Linked DNA regions of Mus musculus: regions 1, 3, 4, 5 and 6 are each linked to region 2. Evidence: chromatin contacts called from public HiChIP or PLAC-seq and promoter capture Hi-C data. All regions are on one chromosome and are shown on one strand. Each heading gives the region's core, a stretch centred on a gene start, on an enhancer-like site or on the middle of the called end of the contact. The rest is flanking DNA. Distances are from core to core; before and after follow the strand shown. Region 1 has its middle 88 kb from the start of Gc. Region 2 holds the start of Dck (deoxycytidine kinase). Region 3 holds the start of Gc (vitamin D binding protein). Region 4 has its middle 53 kb from the start of Gm35855. Region 5 holds the start of Npffr2 (neuropeptide FF receptor 2). Region 6 has its middle 50 kb from the start of Gc.

Region 1 (2,700 bases), core at 98-2,597, 610 kb after region 2:
ACTCTTATGCCCAGCCAAAGCTTGGAGGGTTCATAACTAAAAGAATCCCCAGGGTAATCCATGGTTTAGGTCATGCTCATCGTCCTTGAGAAAAAGAATCAAGATTCCAAGGACATAGGTTATCTGAGCAGCTAAAAAAAAATCATATCTTCACTGAAACAAAGATTTCCTAATGTCTACTGAGATAAATTTTATTGAACACCTGTGGGGAATTGTCCCATATTCTGTTACTTCCATACTTCTGCTGTTACAAAGAAACTATAGCAAAAGGCAAGATTCATCTTTGAAATGGCCAACTTTTATCACTTGGTTTCTAGAGAGTTCTATTAATCAAATTAAAATTGATGACTGAATGACAAAACCATGGATGGGTTTCCATTTGTTGGCCCTGGAGAACTTTCCCTCAGAGAATGGGCTGCTTTCAAGACCAAATCCATCCTATTTTTGCTTCTTTTTTAAGGAATTTTCAAATAAAAACATAGATTTCTAAGGTTCCTGGCACTCCTTAGGCCAGTTAATTCTATTATTCTATATATCATTCTTCATCTTGAGATTATCATAGATGTTTGTTTAGCTATCCATACACGCTGGACCCAAGATGGCATATGATGTAAATATTCTAATTCTGTATCTCACAATTTTTATTTAAATAAACATCTCCACTCCTTTATTGAAAAAAGGGAAAACTGGGTTGGCCATACTGGATAAGGTGAGGCATAAGTATGAGATTTTGTGTTAAGTATGGAAATTGTAAGAATAATATTTTACTTTTGCATATCATTAAACACAGCTCCTCTTAGGAAGATTTATGTTGTCTGTGTCCTATTCTTAGAGTACTGTGGTTCTATGGGAGTCCTGGACAAAGTGTAAAAAAATCTTTCTACTTCAAGGCTTTGGGCTGTCTGGAACTGTGTCACATGACAAGACTAGTATTCACTCCTCTCTTGATTAAGTCAGGGCAAGATTGCTTCATTTTCAGGATATCGGTGTGTTAGCTCTAAAGAACACATCTCCCTTAGCTACATGGGAACCACTGCAGTTTCTGCTGCTCTGTTTTCCAAAAGGCTGCTAATTAAACATGAAGTCTTTGCCTCTCCTTCCAGAAAATATGTGTCCAGACAGCACTCATTGTATTTAAGCACAGGAAAGGCAGTCTTTTTTATTCTTGTAGTTTCTTAAATGTATTTTTTGACTCTCATGATGTGTAAGACTAACACACAGACGTTCTCTGGGTTAACAAAGGTTCCATTTATAATCTTTTGACTTCACTGTGGTATGCAAGAGATTTTTCTCTCACTTGTGCTCTGTCCCCTGGCTAGGACACATGATTGGTGGGTGCTCTCTTGTGACATTGCTGCAGCTCTGGCCAGCACCAATTATGAAGATAAACAACCAATGCTGCAGTGGACTGTTGCTAAGTCATGGTGATTCATAGCTCAGCTGTATTATAATAAGAATGATAGTTGACTTCCAGTGGTGTCCTTAGGAAGTAACTCCACTGTACATCAAGGAACATCTGTACAGTGGGGGAGTGAGGGTATGTACACTCAAAATAATGCTCACCCTCAAATTCTAGTATTGGATACCTTACAATTGTTTGCTTATTTGTTTTGTGTTTTGTTTTTAAGACAAAGTTTCTCTGTGCAGTCCTGGCTTTCCCTGGAACTTGCTCTATAGACCAGGCTGGCCTCAAACTCAGAGATCTAACTCTCTGCCCCCCAAGTGCTGGGATTAAGGTGTGCACCACCAAGCACAGGACCAGGGCTTAGATGCCGAATCTTTATCTTGGGGATCTATGCAGATGAGAAGTCAGGAGGGCTGTAGGAGCCAGAGGTGTTGACAACTCCAAAGAAACAGCATTTTTCAGACACAAGGGAACTAATGATCATACGGACTGGTGGAGACTATGACAGTGTCACAGGACCTGCATAGTCCAAACCAGACAAAACCCAAGCAATGAAAGAGAAATGGACACAGAGTCTCATCCCTAACCAAGAAGATACCTGCGTTTGGTAGCTGCTGGGAGAGGAAAAATCAGGTTTCTTCACTTTAGTGACACGAGATAGCCTAACCACACCCAGGGCTGGGCACATGCTTGGGAATCATTAGACACCACAAAGTACACCCCGTGGTTCTTTTCATTCCCCAGAGAAATGTGTGCTGTTCTTCTTCAGTTACTTGACCTGCATTTGAGACTGCTACTCTCTCCACTCTCCCATCTGTACCCTCCTATTTACCAACTACGATAGTCAGACGTAGACACACCACACAGCTTTGTTTCTGTTTTGCCAGGAATCAAATCAAACCCAGGGAATGTATCAGGAGGCCAGGAACTATGCTACTGCTTTCCAGAACTGGGACCTAAATTCTGCACCTGTGTTCAGCCACGGGAACTTCAGATCAGTAGCACGCCCTGCTTACTTGCATAATACACATTATGTATTTATTCCTTATATCGCAGCCTTGTATCGCAAGTGTATAAATTGCACTTTTGGAAAACACTTCCCTCCTAGCATGTATGAGTTTGGAAACAGTACTACAAATGTTCAGACTTCTGGGTATAAACCATACTTTGTGCTCTCAGTTGAATTTTAATTGACAAACGAGTACAAGGAAGGGCCAGTGGTGAAATGTTACTAATAATCGTTGCCACAGGGTATTTTGTCTAGGACATTTAACAAAGTAATAGCAATTTGAGGC
Region 2 (2,700 bases), core at 39-2,538:
TGCTGCCTCACTGTGAATTCATGTGTGTGTTGGTCATGGTGGGTTTAGAAGGCCTTGTGTCCTTGGTGTCCTCCATTGCCTCTGACTCCTAGACTTTCCCCATCGTTTTCCATAAGGTTCCCAGAGCCCTGAGGAGAGGGCTTTGGTGGAGACATCCCATTTAAAGCAGAGTATGCCAAGGTCTCCCTCTCTGCACTTTATGCCTTTGTGGGTTTGGTTCTGCAGAAAGAAGCATCTCTGATGCTGGCTACAAGAGATACTGACCTATAGGATATCACTAGGTATCATTTTATTGTTCAGTTATTGTAGCAGAACAGTATTTGGATTGCCACCTGAGCAGTGTCAGATATGTGTTACATCTCATGGAGTGGGCCTTAAATCCAGCCAGTCCAACAACTCACTTTAATACCTGCTCCTTTTTTTGTAGAAGTCGTCATTTCTCCGCTGCTAGGTCCATTTTTAGGACATATTTTAGGTCAAATGATAGTTACACGCTAAAAAAAAAATAAGTTCCTTTGTTTTTGTAGATAATTTGAATCTGACTTCCAGATGGGTAATCTTTTTACCAGGTCTATACCCTGATTAAATAGCACCTCTCTCTAGCTCAACCTAGCAGAATGCTGTGTGTGTGTGTGTGTGTGCAGAGTACATCTCTATGTATAAACATGTGTATATGACTTTAAACATTAATTACATGTTAGGCCATGGACATGCAATGTTAAGTCATAGCCATGCTGCTGAGAAACATACCTAGTGTTAGGTAACTTTATAAACAGCACGGTGTAGCATGCAAATTAAAGTGGAGACCTTGGGTGTTATGATGCCAGTTTCCAGTCTCACTTCTGGTCCCAGACTTTAAACCAGTAGCCACTCCCTCCCTTCCTTTCATTCTAGGCACTATCCTGTATGGTGGATGGTACTAGATCGCTGGTTAACGAAATAACTCTTAAGACAGTGACGGACAGCTACACGTTTTCTGTGAGAGACACCTACTGAGGCTCTTAGTTTGAAATTACTAGTTCTTACTTTTCTTCCCGGAAAAGTTCAAACCACGAAGCCTGACAGGATCCCAAAGGGCTGGTCCAGAAAAGCCTGACCCTACTCTTCCCTAGGCGCTTCGCTCAAGCTCCGCCCCTGCCCTCGAATGAGCTCATTGCGCAAGGCCCGCCCCCCGCCCTCCCACTGCTCATCCCGCAGGCCCCGCCCCCTCCGGCTCACAGCTCGTCGCGCACGGTCAGTCGCCCGGCTCTCTCAGGGTTCTCCTCACAAGCCCCGCCCCCTACCCTGCGCTCCTGGGACGCCCGGCCCGCCCGGAGGAACCACAGACATGCAGATCCCGCGAGGGCGAGGCGTATAGGGTGGGAGTCGGGGCCGTCAGGGCGGGTTCTCCACGGTCTGCCCAATCGCCTGCGCCTCCGCGCGCCAAAGTCAAAGTGCGGGTCCCGCCGGCGCGAGATTGACGCTGCAACCCGGAGCCGCCCGTGCCGCCGTGTCCCTGCAGGTTCCGCACCCGAGCCGTCTGGAGCTAGGCATGGCCACCCCACCTAAGAGGTTCTGCCCTTCTCCCTCGACCAGCTCCGAGGGGACCCGCATCAAGAAGATCTCCATCGAGGGGAACATCGGTAAGGTGTCCCCGGTGCGGTGCTGTGCTGGTGCCCCAGGATCCTTCCCTGCTGCCCTGCTCGCGCCGGCGCGGTGGCTCGTCTGGCCCGGCGCCAGCGGGGGCTTTGTGAGGCGCGCTCTGGACCAGTGTGCACCCTTTGTTGGGAACTGTTTTTTCTTGAGATGTAACTTAGGTATGCGAACCCCTTTTTAGGTGTGCTCTTCAGGTAGGCTTCACTGACTTGCGGTTTTACCGCAAAATTGAGACCGTTTTCATCATTTACATCCCCAGTTCCCTTTGCGCTTCTTTGTAGTCAGCTCTTTCTCCCTTCCCATCCCCTTACAAGCCCTGACCTGCTTCTGTTTTAATCCCTGCCAGTTTTGTTTTCCCATGATGTCCTAAACAAAACCAGAGTGTCTTGTTTTCTGTGTCTTGCTTAGTATACTAGAGTGCCTTTAAAACTCACCCATGCTGTTTATTTCTGCAGAACTTTATTTCTTGTTCTGTTTTTTTTTTTTTTTTTGAGACGGTCTCACTTTTGAGACCTGCCTGTCTTGGAACTCACAATGTTGGCCTTGAACTCTCTAGCGATTCGCCTGCCTCTGCCTCCTGTGTGCTGGAATTAAAAGAATACACCACCACGCCTGGCCCAGTGTAATACTTTAAAAAAAAAAAAAAAAAGAAAGTAATATTACAATGAGTGGTATATAGCACATCTTTGTTGTCACCATTTGGGTTGGCGTTTGTAGCAATCCCTAACACTACGCTACACATATGAGGAAAGCAGGTAATGAGTTTGATAGTGTGCAATGTTTTATTCCCTTTCCCACGTACAGGTAAGCACTGAGTTTTGGCTTAAAGACTCTTAGAGTTTCTGCCCTTAACCTTACTGGGGGAGCTACACTGTGCATGTCATTTTGCAAGGTGAGCTTGAATTGCCCATTCTTTTACATTTCCTACCACTGGGAACCAACCGACGCTTCCTGTTTTGGCACAGCTGTTAGGTTTGTGCCTGCAGGTTGAGTACTGACTATTCATGTATGCAGCGGATGTTTTCAGTTTTGCCACCTTCAAAGCACCATCTCTTTGAGAAAGAA
Region 3 (2,700 bases), core at 58-2,557, 690 kb after region 2:
TAATTCCCAGGGAGGCATATACTGCTGGTTAAATGTGTTATTACTATAAATATACATGAATGGTTTGAATGCTGCTGTCAAGAAAGAGTACTAAATGAACATCTTAATTTGACAAATCAGAGTGTGTGCAGATGCCCTTATAAGCATCAAAAAATAATCCAGAGATGAAAATTATTCAAAGGGAAATCTATAAAATAACACCTAAACTGTACAATAAAAGGCTAAATTAGGGTTTAGAGATCATCTGGAAAAAAATCAATGGAAACATCTCTGGAAAGTTTTCCAGTTGCAGAATTTATGAAGTTACACACATGTCCTGTGACCTGCTAGCACTGTCGGAAGCCTCAGAACACTGCAAAGGCCAATGTCCCAGGGCAAGGGTGATTTCCATGAAACACCACCCCTGTTACCTTGTTTATTATTTTATTTCAGAGATACTAAAGTTTCTTATTTTGTGTGAGAGGTATTTTTAAAAACTCTCGTTCCTTGCAACTGCTGAAGAGTACGATCCTCTAAGGAGGATCAAAGAGCTCTCTCAGCTGGCGTCTTGTACCACTGACATCGTGATGATACCAAGGAGGGTAAGCATTTGGGAAATAAAAATGCTTAGTTGTGTACCAGAGGCCCCGGTTGCATTATAGATCTTACTTATCCAATGTGGGGAGGAAAACTGAAAGCTTACATAACCCTACTTTCTTTTAGGAGTTGTTTTGCTTGTTTTCAGATGGTCTCGGGCAGCCCAGACTAGCCTTGAACTCCCTATGCAGCCAGTTCACCAGGGAAACTTGAAATCCCAAGATCCTCCCACTCTCACCTCCAGTGTTCTGAGGTTGCAGACATGCACCGCCATACCTGCCTCTATCTTTAGTGAGCTACTTATTTCTTATGTGTGGGGAGCATTTCTTACTAATGCTACATGGCCCAGCTGAGCTCAGATCGATCCCTCTTTGTTCCTTCTTTTATTGTCTTCTAGAGCATCCACTATTTCTTCTGTTAGTTACTCTTCAAGTTTTAAAGTGGCACTGGGAAATTAAATTAGCAATAGTTCTTAGTGAAAAGAGGAGCCTTACCTCTCTCTAGAGCGTGCCCAAAGGCTAAGGCCAGCAGGAGAACCAGAACCCTCTTCATTCTGCGACCAGAGAGTCTTGCAGCACCTCCTCTCACCTGCCGGCCACCACGCAAAAGGCAGGAGCACAGGATTTGCAAACGATCCTAACTAGAAACTCATCAATTATTAATCTCTGCCCAGAAGCAAGGGACAATCAGCCTTGTTCCCAAAAATAGATAGTAATATCATCATAAGGCAAATAGATACCCCTGGGGAATATGGAGGAGAGTCTGGGAGGTTTTAATCATTAACTTTGTCACTGGGAAAAGCCAAGGCATGTGGATACTTTCCCACTGCAGTTTTTCCATGGCATCTACTTAATGTACCAGTAGGGGTACACTTCCCTATTCTATATGGAGGAAAAGATATGTCTATGTCTTCTCTGGGTACTCCCTACCACTCCTATGTATTGATGGAAAAATTGGGAGCTGTGTTTCTTCCTTTCTTTTTCCTCCTGTTCTCCCTTTCTTTCTCTCTTTAAATCTAACACAAATAAGCATTATTTTAAAATATCACAGATTAGATATTTTAAGTTATGAGTAAAGAGCAAGAAGCCAGTTAATTTATTGCAATTCTCTAACTCCATGAATTTAATGTCATTAGGTAATTGTGGTGACATCATGCCTTATATCTATGTGTTACAGTGCACTATTGAGTATATGTTTAGAATAGCTCTTGAGATGAGAAAAATAATAGATGGAGAGCTTCAATGGCTGGCTTACCATTGCACATGAGCATGTGAGTACCCACCACACACACTCACACACACGATGTGATGTAAAAATCTTAGGACCACTGCAGATCAGTTAGAGATCCCTCTACTACCATGTGTTTGACATATTTTATAATAGCATAACTAAAAAATTCACAGGGACCTTTTAGGACTTGATATCTTGCATCTCTATCTTAGAAAAGAGAGTCTTCCCTCATGTGAATCCTGTACCTTGCCCAGAATGTCAGATATTGATCTTACACTGACATTGGGTCCTCAGGTTCAGGAACCACAGTCTTAGCCAGCTCTTATTTCTGAATAATATAGATTTATTTCTCCTCTCTAGACCCATTGTTCAGTTGTGAACTCTTAGGGGGGGGGTTGTTGGTTTATTTGTTGTTTATTTATTTATGTATTTATGTATGTATGTATGTATGTATGTATGTATGTATGTATGTATGTATGTATTGCTCTTCCCTTAGTGTGGGATTAAGATGAACCATGTGCCGGATATCTAATGCATGTTTGCACGCATTAATGTTCTTTCATTTCTCCTAGTTATTCTCCCTGACTACTCATGTTTCCAACATCTGAGGATAGCATAGGAACCACGGAAATCTACATTCCATTTGAAGATTTAAAATTCAACCCCATGTCTGGGCTCTTAAAGATAGGTGCCTGAGAATGCCCTTACCAATCAATTCAGTGGTTAAAGATTAGCTGTGCAGACAGAGTCCACCAACATCTCAAACCACAGTAAACAGTTACCTGCTTAGTCAGATCAACAACTGTATGGGAAGTGAGTGGGTGTTAGGTTCAGTGGTGTAAGATTAAATAGGAACTATTTCTTTAAAAGCCAGTGGAACCCACACAGCAGAAG
Region 4 (2,700 bases), core at 56-2,555, 510 kb after region 2:
GTCTAGTTATCTTGTGTGATGCAGGCATACTTCACCAGGCTGCTTCCTGGGTGAGGTGGGTACTCAGAAGACTCACCCTGGTCATACTCTGACCCATCTTGCCTCCCTTGAGCTGAGATGCTCAGCCACACTGATTGGTTAGAACTGAAATGTCCAGGAACATACTCGAGGGGGAAAAGAAAGCATCTTAGTCTGTCTGAAATCCCATTCTCTCTAAGTCTCAATGAGCCAAGAGTGGCAAGTTTTCTTTGGTAAAATCTTACAGAACTAATATTTTAAGATACTTATACACCATCCTGATGTTCCACAAGGTCCAGGGAAGAGTTTTTATTTTACACCACCACCACCACCACCACCACCACCACCACCACCACTGGTTTTGTCTTTTCTCGGGTTAAATTTAGCACAGGAATTTCCCAGTTTGGTTGAAACCTGTTTGTCTTGCCTGCTTTCTGTGTACTTTGTACCGTGTGACCTAGCACTTCAGCTTCGCTGAACTCTTTGCCTACCACAAATATGCCATGCCCTTTAGCACGTCGGCAGCCTTTCTCCTTCTTTCCTGGTGTGCCCTCACCCTGTGTGGTGTCTAGAAATTGCTGACTCATTCTTCAGGATTCTGACCAATTTGCCCTTCTCACTGAAGTCTTTCCCAAGTCCTGGTGGTAAGTAGGCCCTTCCTGCTTCTCCAGAGAGTGTCTGAAAATGGGCAATTGCAACTCTGCTTCTGCTTAGCTGCATAAAGTTCAGCAAAGTTCTCAGCTTCTTCAGGTGTGAAGTGGCTTAATAACTGTATCAACTTCAAATGGTTGTCATAAAGCAGAGAGGAGATCAGTGCAATGTTAATCATTGGTGCTATTATTATTGTTGTTGTTATTATTATTTATTACGAATTATATTTTATTTCTCATAAAAGAGTAAGCTCTTCGCTCCAGGAAGTAATTCAGCATCAACAATATATGTGATCAAATATCATAATATGTGATCAGCATTTTCTGACTGAATTAAGTCATTGTGCAAATACTTTTCAAATGTGTGCCATTGTGTTAGGCAATACTATGATCAAAATAATTATGCTTTCTGACCTCCTGGAAAATACAGGGTGGTGGGGAAAGAGGGACTTTTGCAAATAATTACACAGGTGAATGAATAAGGAAGTGAATAGAAACTGTGATAAGTCTATATAAAAGGATAATGATTGTCATAGAAAGGTATGTGGTCTTTGTCCCCAGTTCCTGACACAGAGCTTCTAAAGCACTGGGACTTCCTGAGCTGATGACCACAGGAGCACTGTTTGTTCTGATGATGCAATACTTGGCAGACCCTGTAGTTTCAGGGTAAGAGTGGAGGTTTGAAGCACAGAACACTCAATCCAGACCCTTAGGTATAGTGGCTAGGGGCTGGATATTGAATTCATTATCAGTGATGGCCAATTCAATCAACCATGCTTACCTAATGAAAATATCCTAAGAAGCTTGGGGTGCTTGCAGGTTGATGATCATATCAAGGTTGTGGAGTTGTGGCATGTCTATATAGGACAGGAAAACTCTGTGTTTACCTCCCTCATTCCTTGTATATGTATGTGTTCCATTTGGCTGTTTATTAATTGTATTGCTTATCATATATCATTAATAGTACAGTGCTTGCTATAGACTTATTAGCCATGCTGTCAAATTGTCAGACATGAAGAGGGATGCAGGAGCCCTGAGTTTGCATTCAAGATAAGCAGGAGTGCATAACTTGAAGACCTGATTCTTATGACTGGCACCTAGAAGTAGTTCAGTGTCATGGACCTGGAGCCCTTAAAACCTGCTGAATCTGATGTTAACTCTCTTGATTGTACTGGATTGAGTGGCATAGCCCCAAGTTGGCATCAAAATTAGTTGTTATCAAGGAGAAAAGAAAACAACACCACCCTTCTTATTTTAGTGTCAGAGACACAATAAGTAAAGCTTAATCAGACCATGATGGAAATGATTAAAATGGGATGACAATGTCGATTAGAAGATTTGAAGTATTTTTGACAATGTGAATTTTTCCTGAGACCCAAATGCTGAATAGAAACCATAGAAAAGAAAGTCTGTCTGTGAAACTGTGTGGCACTAAAGAAATTGGCTCCATTATGCTCCGTTTCTGGATGTGGGGAATGGGGGTGTAGAAGAGTTCAGAGTAAGACTGAAGAGGAAGGCTGAGCTCCGCCTTTACAAAATGAAGGGACTTAGAATATTATGAGAATATGATGAGAAGCAAGTGTACTCTCTGGTTACAGTGGTGCACCTTCACTACAAAACAACATGGCTATGCTGGAAAGAATGTGCTAGGGGCACAACTGAGAGGACATGAAGGTCCTAGGGAAATGTAGACCAGGTGGTGCAATGGAACAGAGAGGAGGGAGAGAGAAGAAAGGAAAGGAGAGGGAGGGAGTAATGGAGAGAGAGAGAGAGAGAGAGAGAGAGAGAGAGAGAGAGAGAGGAAGAAGGAACAGGAGGTAGGGGAGGAGGAGGAAGAGGAAGAGAAGGAGGAGGAAGAGGGAGAGAAGGAGGAGGAGGAGGAGGAGGAGGAGGAGGAGGAGGAGGAGGAGAAGAAGAAGAAGAAGAAGAAGAAGAAGAAGAAGAAGAAGAAGAAGAAGAAGAAGAAGAAGAAGAAGAAGAAGAAGAAGAAGAAGAAGAAGAAGAAAACACATTTGGTGATGGTTTGTATATA
Region 5 (2,700 bases), core at 50-2,549, 760 kb after region 2:
AGAGAGCGATGGGGGGGCAAAGAGGGAGGGAGGAAGGGAGGACTGGAGAGAGAGAGAGAGAGAGAGAGAGAGAGAGAGAGAGAGAGAGAGAGAGAGAGAAGACTATTACTCCCCAACCAAGTATTCCTTTACTGGCAGCCTCTAGTGTGATTGAAACGCCACCCCCATGATCTTGCACAAAAGCCGTGGTGCTTTGTGGATGGAGAATTCCCTATGGCTTCTCATAGCTGTTAGTGTCTTACCCGGACCAGACTCGCATCCTTGATCCCCTTGATCCCCTTGATCGTACCCTTGCCACTCCTTGAAAGAGTCTTTAACTTTTTCATTCACCCTGTGAATCTCTGAATTAATACATCCTATTTTAAGCGTGACTTCTCTTAGTCATTTGCAACTTCGAAGAAATTGTGTTAGCGTCACCGCAGGGCTCTCCTTGTCCCTATTGGTGGCTATGAGAATCCACACTTCCAGAACCTCAGTGAGGTCTTTCAAGCTACGAGGACAAAGAGAGCAGTGGAGGTGAGGATTCATTTGTAATCTAAAATGGAATTCTCGCTGTTATGAGAACTTAACAAAAATCAACGAATGATTAATATGTACCACGACCATTCTGGCATACTTAAGGGTGGCTATCCGTTTAGTTCTTAAAGAACCTACTAAGATTATCACCAGTTGTCTTTTTGCAGCAAAAAGAAACAGACACCTAGAGGATTAAACAAGGCAAGCCTTCCCAGGAGGCAGTAATCAGAGCAGCTTCCCTTCTTTTGCAGCGCAGAGATTCTGAATTCACAAGCTACCCAGCCGCCCCTAAGCAGGCTGAGAGTAGCTGCGCTGTGACTAACCAGCAGCTGACCGACCAGTGCAGTTCTGAGAGTGCAGCAAGAGCGGAGAGTGCAGAGCCCGCCGGCGTCAGCCCCGCTGCAGAGGGAAGTGGCTAGCCAGTCGCACCTAGGTCACCTGGTAGAGCAGAGCCCGCGAACCAGACAGAACCTGTTGCTCAGGCTCCGCTTGGCTTCTGCTTTCAACAGGGTTGGGAATCTGTCCTTGCCCAGGAACAGGTGAGGGCACGGGGGAGACTGCCTGGGCTCTTGGCATGGGTGGGATTTCCCTTCTCAGGGTCACCACTAGTCTCCGTGACATGAATTCTCCGTTTTACTCTTGGCCTTTCCCTAGAGCCTTTTAGGCTCCTTGAGCTCTCTGGATACTATCCCAGGAGCTTTGGTCTGGTCCCAGGCCAAAGTTTATCCTGGGGGTTTCCCTGCGCTGCTCCGCCCCTCCCCCTGGGCGTCTGAGTTCTTCAGAGAGATGGGACCTGGCTAGGATGGCGAATGGCGGTTCTTTCTCATCCTCGAAGTTCCCCAACCTCTCTCCAGGTGAACACTGGCAAACTTGTTGAATCTCCTTAGGAAGGTAAGTGGATCTCCTTGGAGATGCTAACAAAAATGTCCTTCGCAGTTCCTTTGCTTCACCAAGATGATGCTTAGCAGTGGTCTTTCTGGACCAGGCTTGGTTTGTGTGGCTGGGTTCGCCAGGAAAACTATAATGTGCGCAGGACAACACACGGGGCTAAGTGAAGACATTGATGGGATTTCTTTTGTGTCAAATCAGCAAGCAGTGCAGTGCAGTCCTGGGACCTTGAGGGGTCTGGTAATGAAGTAGAGGAAAACACTCTCCTGTAATTAGAACCAAGGCACAAAAATACATTTACTTCTCATTTCTCTCCAGCCAGGATGGCGATATTTCAAACATTCATTTTAAACAATATTAAATATAACGTGAACAATGAAAGGGTTTCTTTTAAATCAAGATATTCAAATTTCTTTGAGCGGAGTATCTGAATTTTCTTTATAGCACATATCTAAGCCATTTGCAATTGATAAGGAGAAAGGATGAACAAATCAATGTGTGAAGAGCTGTGAAGGATATATTTTTGTTTCTTGCTTGAACCAATTGAAAATAAGTTGGGAAAAAGTAATAACATCATAAGTTACAGCTGAATCTGCAACATTTCCATAGAATGCTCAAAGATAAGATTTATCAATAGCACAATTGAGTGGCCACAGCGTGCAAACTTTAAGTTTTCCTCTTAAGAACTGTTGCAAGCCAGGCGTGATGGTGCACGCCTTTAATCCCAGCAGTCAGGAGGCAGAGGCAGGTAGATTTCTGAGTTCGAGGCCAGCCTGGTCTACAAAGTGAGTTCCAGGACAGCCAGGGCTATACAGAGAAACCCTGTCTCGAAAAAAAAAACCAAAAAAAAAAAAAAAAAAAAAAAAGAAAAGAAAAGAAAAGAAAAGAACTGTTGCAGATGCCTGATTTAATAAAATATCGCCATCACTGCACACTTCGTTATCTTGAAAGGCACGTGTTACTATTAAAACTTGGGTGTTATTAACCTGAAATGTGTAGAGTATACAGATTCAAATTCACCAGACACAAATTCACCCTAAGCCAGCAAGCAGTTTGTGCCTGGAGAACTTACTGCAGTGTGCTGCAGTTGTTATTGAACTTGGATTCTGGAGTGGGGTTGGGGAGGCAAGCTTGCAAATGCCTCTGCGTCGCAATAAGGATTTCCAGCTGCATTTCAGACACCGACTAAGAACTTAGTTTCTATAAGCCTCAGAAACCAGCAATTGTTTATTTTGTAGCATGCTTCTTTAATTGAGAGGTGGAATGGATTTTGGGTGAACACTGTCATGCATGTTT
Region 6 (2,700 bases), core at 80-2,579, 640 kb after region 2:
GATAGGTCATGTTCTCATCCATCATGAAAGTTAACAAAACAGTAAAGCAAACAACTTGTGATGAGAGACCAGTGAAGGAGGCATTGTTTTATTGTCCTGTTCAGCACCCAAATGGAAAGTCACCAGAACTGACTTGGCTGGTGAGATGCAGGAAGAAAATGACAGCTGATGGACTCCTGAGACAGACAGCAAGATGCCCTGGAGCTGACTGAGCAGCAGAGAGAGAGAGAAGGAGAAAAGGGGGGAGGGAAGAGAGGAGTGGGGAGAAGGGAGGGGGGAGAGAGAGGAAGGGGAAAAGGGGGTAGGAGGAAGAGGGGAAAGGGGGGAGGGGACAGGGGAGAGGGCTATTTCACTCTAAAGAGCTTGCTGCAATACTCAGGTCTGGAAACTGAGGTGGGCCAGTTTTCCCCTCATTTCATTCTCAGCGATTCTCCACTTGCCTACAAAGTTTATTCTCTATCCTCTCCCTGGTTTATGTCTGCCTGCAGAAGCACAGGGGAAGCCAGTGTAATACTTAGGGCTAAGCTTGGTAAGTGCTGACTAGAAGCTCTGGAAATGTTTAAAGATCTGCCATCTGCCTTGCTGCATCTCGTTTCCCTGAGAAGCCTTTACCTTAAAGTTGTAGTGGAGGACAAAACACTGTGCAAAGTTGTCTGTGCATATCCAGCTAAACCCCAACGCATCCTTCTACTGTTCTGTGTGTGTGAGTGTGTTTCCTAGCAATTAACCTTCCAAGGGATGATTAGCTCTCTTCTACCCCAGTGTCTTCATCTAACATCTGAGGATACTGGCACTACTTATTTCAAGAGTTAATGGACACACTGTTGTAGAAATTTTTAATCCTGACCTGGGGTGTCTACACAGCCTTGATCATTTAGTTCCCAGTAAGAGGCACACACAACCTTTATATTTCCTAAAAGGCTTAATCATCACAAGACCTGGGTAGCTATCTCCACTCTAAGCTATTAGAATCTACATTCCTGTAGATAACCCTGAGTTATTGCTTACTACTTACTGTTTTATCTGGGCTGCTCTTAACTCTAATTGGCTATCCCTAAGAGCCATATTTTTATGGTTTGTCTAACCCATGGCAGCTTCTCCTCTCCTCCCTCCTCCACCTTCTTCTCATGGTTTTCCTCTGACTCCCAGCCCAGGAAGCCTAACCCCCACCTATGTCTCTTCTGCCCAGCTCTTGGCTGTTGGCATCTTTATTTACCAGTCAGAAGTAACTTAGAGGCAGGGTCATTTGAGTTTACTTGCAGAGTCCAGGTCTTGAGGGATCTCTGTAGCATTACAATAGACAATTTCCTTTTTCCTGTAAAACCTGTTTGGCCAGCACTTGAGATTCCTGAAATGCTCCCCAATGCTAATGAGGCATTCCAGGTATCCCCAGTCTCATATCCCCAGCCAATAACTTTGCTCCTCCTGGATGTTCCTACTCTCAGTCTCCCAAATTATAAGCTTTGAATTACCCCATGTAAAGTTGATCTGCCTACTGATTGCTGATCCTGGTGTAGTCGTTCACCATACATATTCATAGGGCTTCCAAAACCCCTGCTTACTGTCTATGCTTCCTTTGCCCTTGTGGTCCAAATCGGCTGACCCAGGAGGGCATGGAGATCTACAGCTTCATCCTTGGACTTGATCTAGAATGAATGTTTTTCCTTGATCATAAATTTGTCTCAAGCCTGTTTCTCTTCTTCTTTCTTTTCTTTTTTAAAGATTTATTTATTGTTATATGTAAGTACACTGTAGCTATCTTCAGACACACCAGAAGAGGGCATTAGATACAATTCAGATGGTTGTGAGCCACCATGTGGTTGCTGGGATTTGAACTCAGGACCCACCATGTGGTTGCTGGGATTTGAACTCAGGATCTTCGGAAGAGCAGTCAGTGCTCTTAACTGCTGAGCCATCTCTCCAGCCCCTTGTTTCTCTTAGTACAATTGTGAAAGCTCACGTATTCCTTACTATGCAGCCTTTACTTACTATTTTATGAGGAGGAGGCACATTCTATTCTTCATTCTAACTTTATTACATTTTCGGGCAAAACAACTGAAACCATCTCCTTAAATTTTCTTCGTAAAATTATTTAAATCAAATCAGAAACTCTATAAAGTCATCTTCATGCTGATCTGCAGGGAAATTGCCCAATAAGGTGGTCTGATACCCAGGAATCATTAGGCTAATGGTCACTAATCAATAGTGACAGGAAAGTCATTATCAGCAGCAAGAAGCAATCTTGGGATGAAGTCCCTAAGGACCCTGCATTCTTAGAGCTCACCCTTCACAGACCATGCAAAATGGTGAGCCATCTCCAGAAAACTCACCTGCATACCTTTGGCCTTTTCTATATGGCTTCTGACAGTTAAGCACTTCTTCTGATTCAAGGAGAGTGCTGAATGTTCTCTTAGGTCAGTCTTTGCTGTTCACTAGCACATACTGTTAGTGTATTATCTCATGGATAACATAATTTCCTGGAAATTCTTGTGATAGGAACTGGGTTACCTCTGGGTGATTAGGATGAATGTTAGATGAGGCCACAGGTTGGAAAGTACTATAAAATACAAACAATGAAGCCTATAAAAAGCAAACTATTGGGCTGGAGATATTTCTTAGAGGTTGAGAACACTGACTGCCCTTTCAGAGTCCTAAGTTCAATTCCCAGCAACCACATGGTGGTTCACAAACATCTGTAGT

What was found. Promoter capture Hi-C pulls out the DNA fragments that hold promoters and counts their contacts. HiChIP or PLAC-seq counts read pairs in DNA pulled down with a chosen protein or histone mark.
Region 1: a contact with region 2 is called in a promoter capture Hi-C map of the SN4741 cell line, with 4 times the contacts expected there. The contact joins the enhancer-like site here to the promoter of Dck in region 2. A contact is called at or near these places in 10 of 39 promoter capture datasets (the 3T3-L1 cell line, 3T3-L1-derived adipocytes, the SN4741 cell line and 5 more), 15 of 115 datasets of contacts at active chromatin or transcription factors (astrocytes, cardiomyocytes, embryonic forebrain and 8 more) and 2 of 9 other capture datasets (adipose tissue and pancreatic islet).
Region 3: an H3K27ac HiChIP or PLAC-seq map of embryonic stem cells shows a contact between it and region 2, with 2.5 times the contacts expected there. The contact joins the promoter of Gc here to the promoter of Dck in region 2. A contact is called at or near these places in 8 of 39 promoter capture datasets (the 3T3-L1 cell line, the SN4741 cell line, cranial neural crest and 5 more) and 3 of 115 datasets of contacts at active chromatin or transcription factors (embryonic stem cells and hepatocytes).
Region 4: a contact with region 2 is called in a promoter capture Hi-C map of liver, with 4 times the contacts expected there. The contact joins the enhancer-like site here to the promoter of Dck in region 2. A contact is called at or near these places in 3 of 39 promoter capture datasets (hippocampal neurons and liver) and 3 of 115 datasets of contacts at active chromatin or transcription factors (large pre-B cells, pancreatic cancer cells and pro-B cells).
Region 5: a contact with region 2 is called in an H3K4me3 HiChIP or PLAC-seq map of stem cell-derived neural progenitor cells, with 5 times the contacts expected there. The contact joins the promoter of Npffr2 here to the promoter of Dck in region 2. A contact is called at or near these places in 2 of 39 promoter capture datasets (the 3T3-L1 cell line and hippocampal neurons) and 3 of 115 datasets of contacts at active chromatin or transcription factors (embryonic forebrain, embryonic stem cells and stem cell-derived neural progenitor cells).
Region 6: a promoter capture Hi-C map of stem cell-derived epiblast-like cells shows a contact between it and region 2, with 2.3 times the contacts expected there. The contact joins the enhancer-like site here to the promoter of Dck in region 2. A contact is called at or near these places in 5 of 39 promoter capture datasets (cranial neural crest, frontonasal cranial neural crest, maxillary cranial neural crest and 2 more) and 4 of 115 datasets of contacts at active chromatin or transcription factors (embryonic stem cells, extraembryonic endoderm stem cells, forebrain and 1 more).

What each region holds. Positions count from the first base shown.
Region 1 is chr5:89,368,989-89,371,688 of GRCm38.p6, forward strand. No RefSeq gene overlaps it. Among named protein-coding and RNA genes, the nearest start is that of Gc, 88 kb to the right of the region's middle. Within about 2 kb of position 1,348, at least 29 of the 459 cell types and tissues checked have an H3K27ac peak or open chromatin away from gene starts, as enhancers often do. A contact at or near this core is called in the SN4741 cell line, where this site is marked.
Region 2 is chr5:88,763,725-88,766,424 of GRCm38.p6, forward strand. Dck (deoxycytidine kinase) reads left to right here and starts at 1,289. Exons shown (of 7, transcript NM_007832.4): 1 at 1,289-1,622. The coding sequence starts at 1,532.
Region 3 is chr5:89,456,591-89,459,290 of GRCm38.p6, forward strand. It overlaps Gc (vitamin D binding protein), which reads right to left and starts at 1,308. Exons shown (of 13, transcript NM_008096.2): 1 at 1,071-1,308. The coding sequence starts at 1,128.
Region 4 is chr5:89,277,241-89,279,940 of GRCm38.p6, forward strand. No RefSeq gene overlaps it. Among named protein-coding and RNA genes, the nearest start is that of Gm35855, 53 kb to the left of the region's middle. Within about 2 kb of position 1,306, at least 55 of the 459 cell types and tissues checked have an H3K27ac peak or open chromatin away from gene starts, as enhancers often do. A contact at or near this core is called in liver and pancreatic cancer cells, where this site is marked.
Region 5 is chr5:89,526,130-89,528,829 of GRCm38.p6, forward strand. Npffr2 (neuropeptide FF receptor 2) reads left to right here and starts at 1,300. Exons shown (of 4, transcript NM_133192.3): 1 at 1,300-1,407.
Region 6 is chr5:89,406,577-89,409,276 of GRCm38.p6, forward strand. No RefSeq gene overlaps it. Among named protein-coding and RNA genes, the nearest start is that of Gc, 50 kb to the right of the region's middle. Within about 2 kb of position 1,330, at least 5 of the 459 cell types and tissues checked have an H3K27ac peak or open chromatin away from gene starts, as enhancers often do. A contact at or near this core is called in stem cell-derived epiblast-like cells, where this site is marked.